Linked DNA regions of Mus musculus: all the other regions are linked to region 1. The links are chromatin contacts, called in public HiChIP or PLAC-seq and promoter capture Hi-C maps. All regions are on one chromosome and are shown on one strand. Each heading gives the region's core, a stretch centred on a gene start, on an enhancer-like site or on the middle of the called end of the contact. The rest is flanking DNA. Distances are from core to core; before and after follow the strand shown.

The links. Promoter capture Hi-C pulls out the DNA fragments that hold promoters and counts their contacts. HiChIP or PLAC-seq counts read pairs in DNA pulled down with a chosen protein or histone mark.
Region 2: a contact with region 1 is called in a promoter capture Hi-C map of second pharyngeal arch cranial neural crest. The contact joins the enhancer-like site here to the promoter of Aff2 in region 1. A contact is called at or near these places in 4 of 39 promoter capture datasets (cranial neural crest, frontonasal cranial neural crest, hippocampal neurons and 1 more), 1 of 484 Hi-C or Micro-C datasets (uterus) and 2 of 115 datasets of contacts at active chromatin or transcription factors (astrocytes and embryonic forebrain).
Region 3: a contact with region 1 is called in an H3K4me3 HiChIP or PLAC-seq map of embryonic limb bud, with 7 times the contacts expected there. The contact joins the enhancer-like site here to the promoter of Aff2 in region 1. A contact is called at or near these places in 7 of 39 promoter capture datasets (the 3T3-L1 cell line, cranial neural crest, embryonic stem cells and 4 more), 3 of 484 Hi-C or Micro-C datasets (cerebellar granule neurons and cortical neurons), 5 of 115 datasets of contacts at active chromatin or transcription factors (embryonic forebrain, embryonic limb bud, embryonic stem cells and 2 more) and 1 of 9 other capture datasets (embryonic stem cells).

The regions. Positions count from the first base shown.
Region 1 is chrX:69,358,547-69,361,687 of GRCm38.p6, reverse strand. Aff2 (AF4/FMR2 family, member 2) reads right to left here and starts at 1,357. Exons shown (of 20, transcript NM_008032.3): 1 at 850-1,357. The coding sequence starts at 896.
Region 2 is chrX:70,093,169-70,096,197 of GRCm38.p6, reverse strand. All of the region lies in intron 3 of 1700111N16Rik (RIKEN cDNA 1700111N16 gene), which reads left to right. Among named protein-coding and RNA genes, the nearest start is that of 1700111N16Rik, 49 kb to the left of the region's middle. Within about 2 kb of position 1,742, at least 3 of the 459 cell types and tissues checked have an H3K27ac peak or open chromatin away from gene starts, as enhancers often do. A contact at or near this core is called in second pharyngeal arch cranial neural crest, where this site is marked.
Region 3 is chrX:70,317,794-70,320,834 of GRCm38.p6, reverse strand. No RefSeq gene overlaps it. Among named protein-coding and RNA genes, the nearest start is that of Ids, 46 kb to the left of the region's middle. Within about 2 kb of position 1,359, at least 4 of the 459 cell types and tissues checked have an H3K27ac peak or open chromatin away from gene starts, as enhancers often do. A contact at or near this core is called in embryonic limb bud, where this site is marked.

The DNA of each region.
Region 1 (3,141 bases), core at 108-2,607:
TCAACACAGAGAGAAAGAACTTTCTGCTCCCCCACCCCCACCACAGTCACCTTTGCACCATGTTTCAGGATCTCTCCGCAACTTTACGGTATTTTGTTTAAAGCAGGCTAAACCTGGGGATTCTAGCTGTGTGTCCAATACACAAACCTAAGGCTGCCTCCCACTGGGAAGCCAATGGGGGTTCAGAGGCTAATTAAATGTTCATTGACTTCGGAGCTGAAGACTTTAGGGGCCAACTTCAAACACCCTTCCACTTGAAAGTCAAGCGCTAAAGGCAACTGGACTGGAGGTCCCTAGTGCAGTGGCCCCTGAAGACGCTGCTCTGAGAAGAGGAACTTAGGCTGGATAGGCATTAGGTTTTGGACCCATGCCTTTCTGGGTGGGGATTGAGGTGGCAACAGCGTGGGCGGTGGCCGCTGAGCAAGCTGAGGGTGGCCTCTGGGTACCTGGCTGTCGCTTTTTCTCCCGCCACTGGCTGCAGGCACTGGCAACTGGAAAGTTAAAGCATTTAAGACTGGATCCTACCCAATCAGCCACTGGTGAGAAAAGACCCCAGGAGGTTGTTGTGCGGGTGGGTGGCACTGAAGCTGCTATGGGCCGGCTGCAACTCTTTAGACTTGGAGTGCAAAGGGATGCTCTTGCCCACATCTTTCCCTGTCCCCGCACCTCCCCCATCCCAGCACCCGACCAAGGAGTCACTGAAGCCAAAGCTAGAGGTGTCTGGGAGCAAGTGGGAGAGTGTCCGGGGCGCCCCCCACAACAGCTCTGGCTCCTCTTAACAAAGGCGAAAAGCCCAGACCAGACCGGGGATCCCGCTCATCAAAAGAGAAGGGGAATTTTAACACCTACCACTGCTGCTCCAAGTCCCAATCCCTGAAAAAGTCGAATAGATCCATAGCGGCGGGGCGGCGGCGGCTGGCGGCCGTCTGTCCCTGCTCGCTGCGTGTCGGCGCGGCTCTGAGCTGCGCGGCTCTCTGGCTGCGGTCGGCGGCGCGGCTCTCTGGCCCTCCTACCCGGTTAAAAGTGCTGGGGCCGCATCAGCGGCAGCGGCGGGCGCCCGGGGTACCTAGTCCTGCGCTCCGGAGCAGTGGCGGCAGCGGAAGCGATGGCACCGGGCAGGCAAGAGCCTGACCTCCCGCTCTGGTCCACTCGCTCCGCGGCTGCCCGCTTGCCCAGCGCGTCCGGGCTGCGGTGGCGGCCGCTTAGAGCTGGGGTCGCCTGGGCCGCCCGCCTGGCAGGCTGCTGGCGGGTGGCGACGGCAGAGGCGGGGGCGAGCGAGGCAGTGGCAGTGGCGCGGCGCGGCAGCCGGGGCGGCAGCAGCGGCGGCGGCGGCTGCACAGGCGGCGGCGGCCGAGACAGCATCACACACTTACACACTCACAGGGGGCGGAGCCTGGACAGCTCGAAGCCGCGACATGGAGCAGACACGTTATCATCCTTGGATCTGGCAGGGGCTAGCCCCGCCCGCCCTTGCTCCTGGATGCCCCCCACCCCCTGTCAAAATCAGCTGATGGGGGCAGTTGCAGAGCTGAAGACTCAGACCTAGCCCAGGACCCAGAGGAGGTCCTGGGACCCAGACAGGGGAACACAGAAGGTGGTCTCACTGTACCAGAGTGTAGACTAGCAGAATGGGACACCCTCACCCCAACCTACCACTGGGATGTAGTATTTGCCATCAGAAAAGAGTGCACAAACTGCTGCAAGGAAGGGCTAGCGCCCTGCTGCCATTGCCTGTAGTCCCTGCCCAGACATTCTTTTCAGACCACTGGATCAAACTTTTGCGTCCCCAGCATCCCTCTGGGCTGCATCACGGGGCATGTGTGTTCAGGGAGGACAGGGCGGTCACCTTCACCATTTCTGCGGTGCTGCGCATCCCAGCCGAGTTCACGCTGCAATATCCTCTTAGGCTGAAGTAGTACTGGTCCCTCAGTAGGTCAGCAAGCTCTGGGCCCTGGATTTAGTAAGCTGCAATGGGAGGGATAAAGGGCGTCCCCTTGAGTGGTCCTTGGGATAAGTGGTTATAGTACTAGTTTCTTCCAACCTTAAGCTTTGGGCAAAAACCTCCTGCATTTTCCTTCTCTGAGAAACAGGAAAACCGCTGGGTGTGTGCCCACTATCCCACGCACCAGCTGCTTTTCTCCCTTCTGGCTTGAGAACAGTCTCTCTGCACGTGGAGGGCTTAACCACACCCCTCTCCTCCTTCCAGCTTGTCCTTCTAGTCCAGGAAAGGATGAATCCATTCCTTTAGCGAGTTCCTCAAAGGAAAAGTTTCCTCATCTACTCAAGAGAAAAAGGATATACAGGATTATAAAGGCTTGTTCAATTTGGAGTCCCAGACATCTGAATTACTTTCCTACTGTCCTTACCGGGAAGGTACAGTATTGGCACTGTGCTGAAATCCTAGGGCCAGAAGTGAGCAGAGCGGTAGACAACATTGACAAAACCTCCTAGCCTCAGTTTTCCCATCTGTACAACTAAAGTATTACCCTAGTGGCCATCAGGCTTATCCTGATCTCTTTCCTTTTCCTATTTGAATATTTGTTTTTAATCACCTCACACACTCAAAACCATCTAGATAGCCTTGCTTTTTGATCTTGACGAACTAGGAGTCCCCACTAGGTCATTTGCTCAAGATCTAACATCTCTCCTGGAGGGGAGGGAAAAAAAAAGTCAGATTGCAACCTTAAACGAGAGAAGCTGTACACCATATAACAGAAAGAACCACAGCTCTATCTTTGGATTGCTTACACCCAGGGCTTATTTATTTATTTATTTATTTAGGTAAGGGGAAGAAAGCACATTGTTGACATGGAGAAGTAAAGCTCCAAGATGCTACAATTTCTGTATTCGGTGGGACTTTACCCAATGTGTATTTTGCACGAACCCAAGTCTTCTACAGATACTAGTGAACTGACAGAAAATCAACCAATGGACAGCCAAAGGGAGACCATGTTTCAAATCAGGTTGTTAACTGGTACAGGTTGTGTTAAGTCCAATAGGATATGGCTGCTACTACAGGATTTAGAAATGGGAGTTACAACATTTAAAAGTAGTGTGAGTGGGGTTACACATTATCTGTGTTCTTGTTTATCTTCTGTTCTAGATTGTGAGTCTTTCCTGTGACAAGAAATGTCCCATTCC
Region 2 (3,029 bases), core at 493-2,992, 730 kb before region 1:
TGTCTTTTTGATCCTGGCTCATTTTGACTGCAACAAACTCCTGCATCAGATTGATTGACTATAATTTTTGGCATAAAAACAAACCAGTATCCATGAAGTCTAGCTTTGGATTCAGAAGGTCTATATCTGCTCTAGAATGTTGTTGTGGGTCTAGGCTTTGGCAGACTCCCTTGGCTAGATCTTCCTCTTCAACCGTCTCTTTACCAGACTTGCCTTACTGGTATGTTTGATGTAATGAATTGAGCTCTCATTCTTCCAGTGATCTAAAAGTTATTAACCTTCTATTTGTTTCAGACAAGGTGGAACTACTCCTAACATGTACAGAGGTCAAGCTCCAGTTGTCTCTTTCCCATTTCAATTGCCTTATTTCTCTGTCTACTCCACCAGTGTGAAACACTGGCCAATTGGCCAATGCTCTGTCCAGTATAACTTTCCATCACTATAATTTGGTTTCATTATAGCTGTGAGCATCATTTCAAAACTTCTGTGTAACATATTCATAGCATATAATAACATGTTCTCTCAAATCTACTCACTATATTTCTGTACTTTTTATGACTAGCTATAATGTTAATTTCTAATAAAGGTTTTTAGCAATGCAATATGAAATTACTCTTGCCTGTCCATAAGCTGGGCAAACACCACTTGATGGTTCTAATAGGACTAAGAAGACAAGCACAGCATCCCCAAATCTATTCGCTATTTTTATTTTTAATCAGACTCATACAAAATAGGTTGATTTTACTGACACACTCAGGGTCTCTTGTCTTCAGGAGAGTTGTCTAGATAGTTACAAATGCTAGTACATGCCTATAAATGGTCTGCACCATGGAGATAGATCTAAGTTATGTTTTCTGCTTTTTTTTTTTAATACCATCTGCAACTGGTTTTCCTTTAGTGGTATTTTCTTATGTTCACTGCAAATCTAGCCAGTGTAAAAATCTTTGAGGTTAAAAACAGTGCAAAACAATAAAAATTTAAGGGAAAAATGAGATTCTGGCTCAGAGAATGAACACGTGGAAGGCAATCCACAGCCCCAGCTACTTTGAGTCCTACAACTTGGCCTTTAGCAGTGTCCATGAGTTGTGACGCACCAACTTCTCCATAGTTTCCCAGTGGGTTTCCCCCCAATCCAGAATCTGGTTAGAGGAAGAATGTGGGTCCATAATGCTCATGGCTCAAATTGGAAGGTTAAATTTTGTGCCAGGTTCTCATGACAATGCCTTGCATTTGCAATTCTTGGAGGCAAGTGAATTGAGATTCGTAAGTCCCAGAGGAATTCTTAGACCTTCAGGTAATTCTGAGATTCTTGGATGCTAAATAGTAATGCATGTTACATATCCTACTTCAGAATCCATTATTTATGCAAAATGAAGTTCTTGGTAAAGCAGAAGGAATGTTATCATACAATCAGTATTTTTCCCTGTGGTTCTTTCATGGCTGGTAACATAGAATTTCTCCTTAAACTCAGATTCAAGTTCTAACTTAATTTACACATTATTGAAAACATTACAGAGCATAAATCAGTTCAATTTTTAAAGTTCCTATATGATATTTTGAGAGCAGCCAAATCTCCCTGCTTGTCTGGACTCTTTCCCACCCCTGCCACAGCTCGTGGCAGGCTAAATAACTGTGGAGAAAAAGCAGGTTTTCAGCTGCAGCTCAGATTACTCTGTCACCCTTCCTGCGTGGCAGACAGGCCCCTGCTGACATGGGGAATGAAGACAAGAAAATTACTTCATTATAGTGTGTCCCGATCAATTACAAACATCTAGGAGTTGGGTCCGTCCATCTGCTGCTCTGGCCTGGCCCTAGACACAGCTCTAGGTTATGAAAACAAGGATTATATTGCCTTGCCTCTCTACCCCCCAGGAATTAGCAAGTGAGAGGTTTTCAAATCCCTGTACAGCACAGTTCTTCTGCAGTATGTTTTTCTTGAAATCAGTGTTTTCAAACAGGGAGGCCTTTGGAAATCATCTAATTTACTGCTTCACATCCCAAAGTTTCAGAGAAGACAAAAGGCACTCACTCGAGGTCAAAGTATTAGTTGATTATAGAGTCAAGTCTTGATCCTGAAGATCACATCCTGTTTGGACTATTGGAACCTAAGGGATAGTAGTGAGTGTTCTATTTGCTCAGTAAACTCTCTTCCAGTATCTGAATCATGAGGTCACATATTGTTCAGTTTGTGATTAGGCTAGAGGTCCTGACTTCTAGATGGCTCTAGGTTGAGGTCAGATGTCTCCTGGTCATTCACAATATTAAGCAGATTATTTAACAAGCCATGGAGTTATGATTTCATAAGCTATGAAACATTATTTTAGTCAGGACTCTGAGGCGTAAAGTAATGTACTAGAGGCCACAAACTGTTAGCTAGTATACTTGGAATAATTAGTCATGACTTCAAAGTGTGACTTTTATAACTAGAGTGTTATGCAAATCTACTCTTCCTTACATGCAATCCTTGGATTATATGTTGTTCAAATTTTAAGCATTTCAAATTTCAAAAAATGGATATATCGTGTGTGTGTGTGTGAGTGGCAGAGAGAGAGAGAGAGAGAGAGAGAGAAAGAGAGAGAGAGAGAGAGAGAGAGAGAGAGAGAGAGAGAGAGAAAGAGAGAACTTCTAATAAAAGAAATGATGTTTCTGTAGTGATACATAGGACCATTGACGACATGTAGGAGAAATAATTTGTGGCAAAATGAGGCAGGAAAAAAACCCCAAAACTCCATGCTCAGAGCTACTTCAGTTTCAACAGCAAAGATAGTTGGCTTAATACCTATGTTGCCATTTATTATCCTGGGTCTCATGTGTCTTTCTGCCTGTTGGTTCTTAAAGTTGCTGCCAAGCTGTGGCCACCATTACCTTGTGCCTTAGTGTTGTAATAGTCTCTATATGGAAGTCAGGGTGACAATGGTCCTCTCTTAAAGGTTTGAGACTGGTTGGCATTACAGAGGGCTTTGTGATTTTTTCCCTATGTTGAACTAGATATGTATACCATTTCCCCAAGTTCTATAATGTTCCTCTAG
Region 3 (3,041 bases), core at 110-2,609, 960 kb before region 1:
GGTCTCTTGGACTCTTCATTGCTCAGAGACAACCTCAAATTAAAAGTCCCAAAGTGCCTCTGAGTTATCTCAGTGATGTTTCTTTTTCTATTACAGATATTTTGAGCCTCATTGTTTGTTTGTTTTAATCATCACCTCCAGCTCTCCATGCTTTCCTGTGATCTCAGACACCAGATTCCTGAAAAAAAAGCTCTTGTTCAGGCCACTGCCATGATCCACAGGGCACAGGAAGGTGCCCTCTTTCCCTTCTTATTTTTCCACACATGTGTGTGTGCATTTGCGTGTGTGTGTGTGTGTGTGTGTGTGTGTGTGTGTAGAGGTCAGAAGAGAATGTTGCGGTTCCTCAGGAGTTGTTTATAGAACTTATAGATACCATCTCTCACTGTCTTGGAGCTTACTAGTATATTAAGCTGGCTTTCAGCAAGCTTGGAGATCTTCCTATCTCTGCCTTCTCAGGGTTGGCCTTAAAAGATTATACCACCAGACATGGCATTTTGCAAAGTGTGGGTACTGAAGAGTAAACTGAGGTCGCTTTGCTTGCACAGCAAGAGCTTTTACTGACTGAGATGGCTCCCTGCCTTCTGTTTCCACTACTTTATTCCATTAATCTACAGTGTGTCATATCTTGAGAAAAGAACAAAGGTTCATCCTCACAGATAGTTGATTTAAGATCATTTTTCGTGGCCTCCTAGTGAGAATGCGCCCCCTTTTTAGGAGGCATGGACCCTAGCTTACCCACAGTTGTTTGTAGTCCTGTTTACTATTCTTCCTCATTGTCTCTACTCAGCTCTCCTCTCCATCCTTCTCTAATACCCTTAAACTTGGAGAGTTAGAAATTAATCCTTAGTGGTGCAGTTAAGTAACTAGCAGCTCATAGTATAGTCAACCCAGTGACCCTAGGGGGAAAGAATTTTTTAGTAGATTTTTTTCTTTCCTTTTTAAAGAGGTTGGTACTGCACATTTCATTTCACATGTCACAAATTTGCATCTTCAAAAGCTGGAAAATGTCAACACTTCCGAAAAGTAAAGCACAAAATGTCTGGATGTCTGCCTACTCAGAGTAGTTGTCTCAGAGAACATTGTTATCCTGGACGAGGTCAGCATTAGACTTCAGAGTTCAGACCCAACGTAGGGGCGTCTTCAATCTTCTTAACTCTATATATCATAAAAACCTGGCAGCACATACCCTGAATTAGGGGGCTGGTAAAGCTAGAAACTTGTTTCAACAGAAAGTCAACAGTGTTTCACTGTTTCACTGGCCAGGAGCTTAGCATCCCACTGTGGTCTAACACCTTCCCCAAGGCCTTTTTCTCTAGCACAGGAGTGTTGGGTTAGGAGTCAGCATTCCACAAGTATTTCCTGAGGGCCTCTCTCTCAGGCCCCTCTCAACATGTGCATTCATGGCCAGGTCGTTTATCCTGCCTGCCACCTTGGACTGATGAAAATGTTACTTTGAATTATGGCTTGAGCACTTCCTTAGAAGGCCCCGGACCCCAAGTGAGTTCTATCCCTAAGTTTTCTTCATGGAAAGATTTTCATTGTTTATAGTCTGTGATTTTGGCTGGCAGCCAATGCTGTAGCCACCAGGAATGCTTTCTCAGTGGGATTGCTCCTGCAAACACCATCATGATAAATATGCAATGTTTTATCAGTCTATTCACCTTCACAGAAATGCTTTCTTTGAGGGGATGGTGGTGTGGTTTTCAAATTTATACTTGTCCTATGCTCTTAATAGTCATTCATGTTTTCATTTCATTATCATGAGATTAGTGTGTAACTTCTTTTTGGTTCCTAAGGTAAGATGAAGGAAGAAATGCAGGTATTTTTGTGTTGTGCACAGCTAGCTTTCTACAAGAAGTCCTTTGATTTCTGAATGATGGAATAATTTCAGTAGGAATTACTTGTACAAAAACCACATTACTAGTACAAAACCCACAAAGCCATCTATGGGGTGAGGAATTGATTGCTGACAAAAGGGTGGTTATTTGACTTTGATAACGTCTTCCTTTTAACAGAGGGAAATAGTAAAACTCTTCTGACATTTTTAGAGATAGCAGAAGTGATGCTGGTTAACACAAAGTAGGCATTGCATTGTTGCAAATGGGGGAAGATGAAATGATGTCAACCAAGGTCACCAGGCACTAGTTAGAGGTGATGCCTGGTAGTAGATAGCATTTATCAGGAACATTGCTTGGTTAGGTTACCACATTATAAAGAGATGAATTATTTAAAACTATTGGTGTTCTGAGGCAAACTGTCATTAAATAACTTTAGCTTGCCTGATACTTGTTTGGTGGCTCAGGATGTCCTTAAACTAATGACAGCATTTCTGCCTCAGCCTCATAAATGCTAGGATATGGACTATAACACCAAGTTGGGAAACATTTTTTAACCGATTTTGAGCCATGTGTTATTTGGGGTTTCCAAGGGATCCCACATTTAGGTTTACAGTGCCGTGTGCTCACAGGCATATTCGATGTACTTTTATACATAGAGTTTCAGGGAGCTCACTGAATTTATAAAGGCCTTAGCCCTAAAAGAAAATGTCTCCTGTGTTAGGAACTATGTTTATAGGGTCTTGTTCTTAGTGGTTACTTCTCTGAGGATACCAGAAGTAGGGCTATATTCAAGCTGATAATACACCTGACAGTGACGTATAAGGTGAAATTGGTAAAAGAATTTATTGCAGTTTTCCCCTCTTTTGAGGAGCAAAATACAAATGTACACATCTCACTATCCCAAGTTCCAGGAAATAGCATCATTTCTAAATGTCATTCAAAGGGGTGGGTGGCCATATTTTATTTTGGTACTGAGGAAGTTTAGTGTCTGTCTGTGTCCTTCAGCAAAGATCTTTCTCTTTCTCTTTCTTTCTCTTTTTCTCTTTCTCTTTCTCTTTCTCTTTCTCTTTCTCTTTCTCTTTCTCTTTCTCTTTCTCTTTCCCTTTCCCTTTCCCTTTCCCTTTCCCTTTCCCTTCCTTTCCCTTCCTTTCCCTTCCTTTCCCTTCCTTTCCCTTCCTTTCCCTTCCTTTCCCTTCCTTTCCC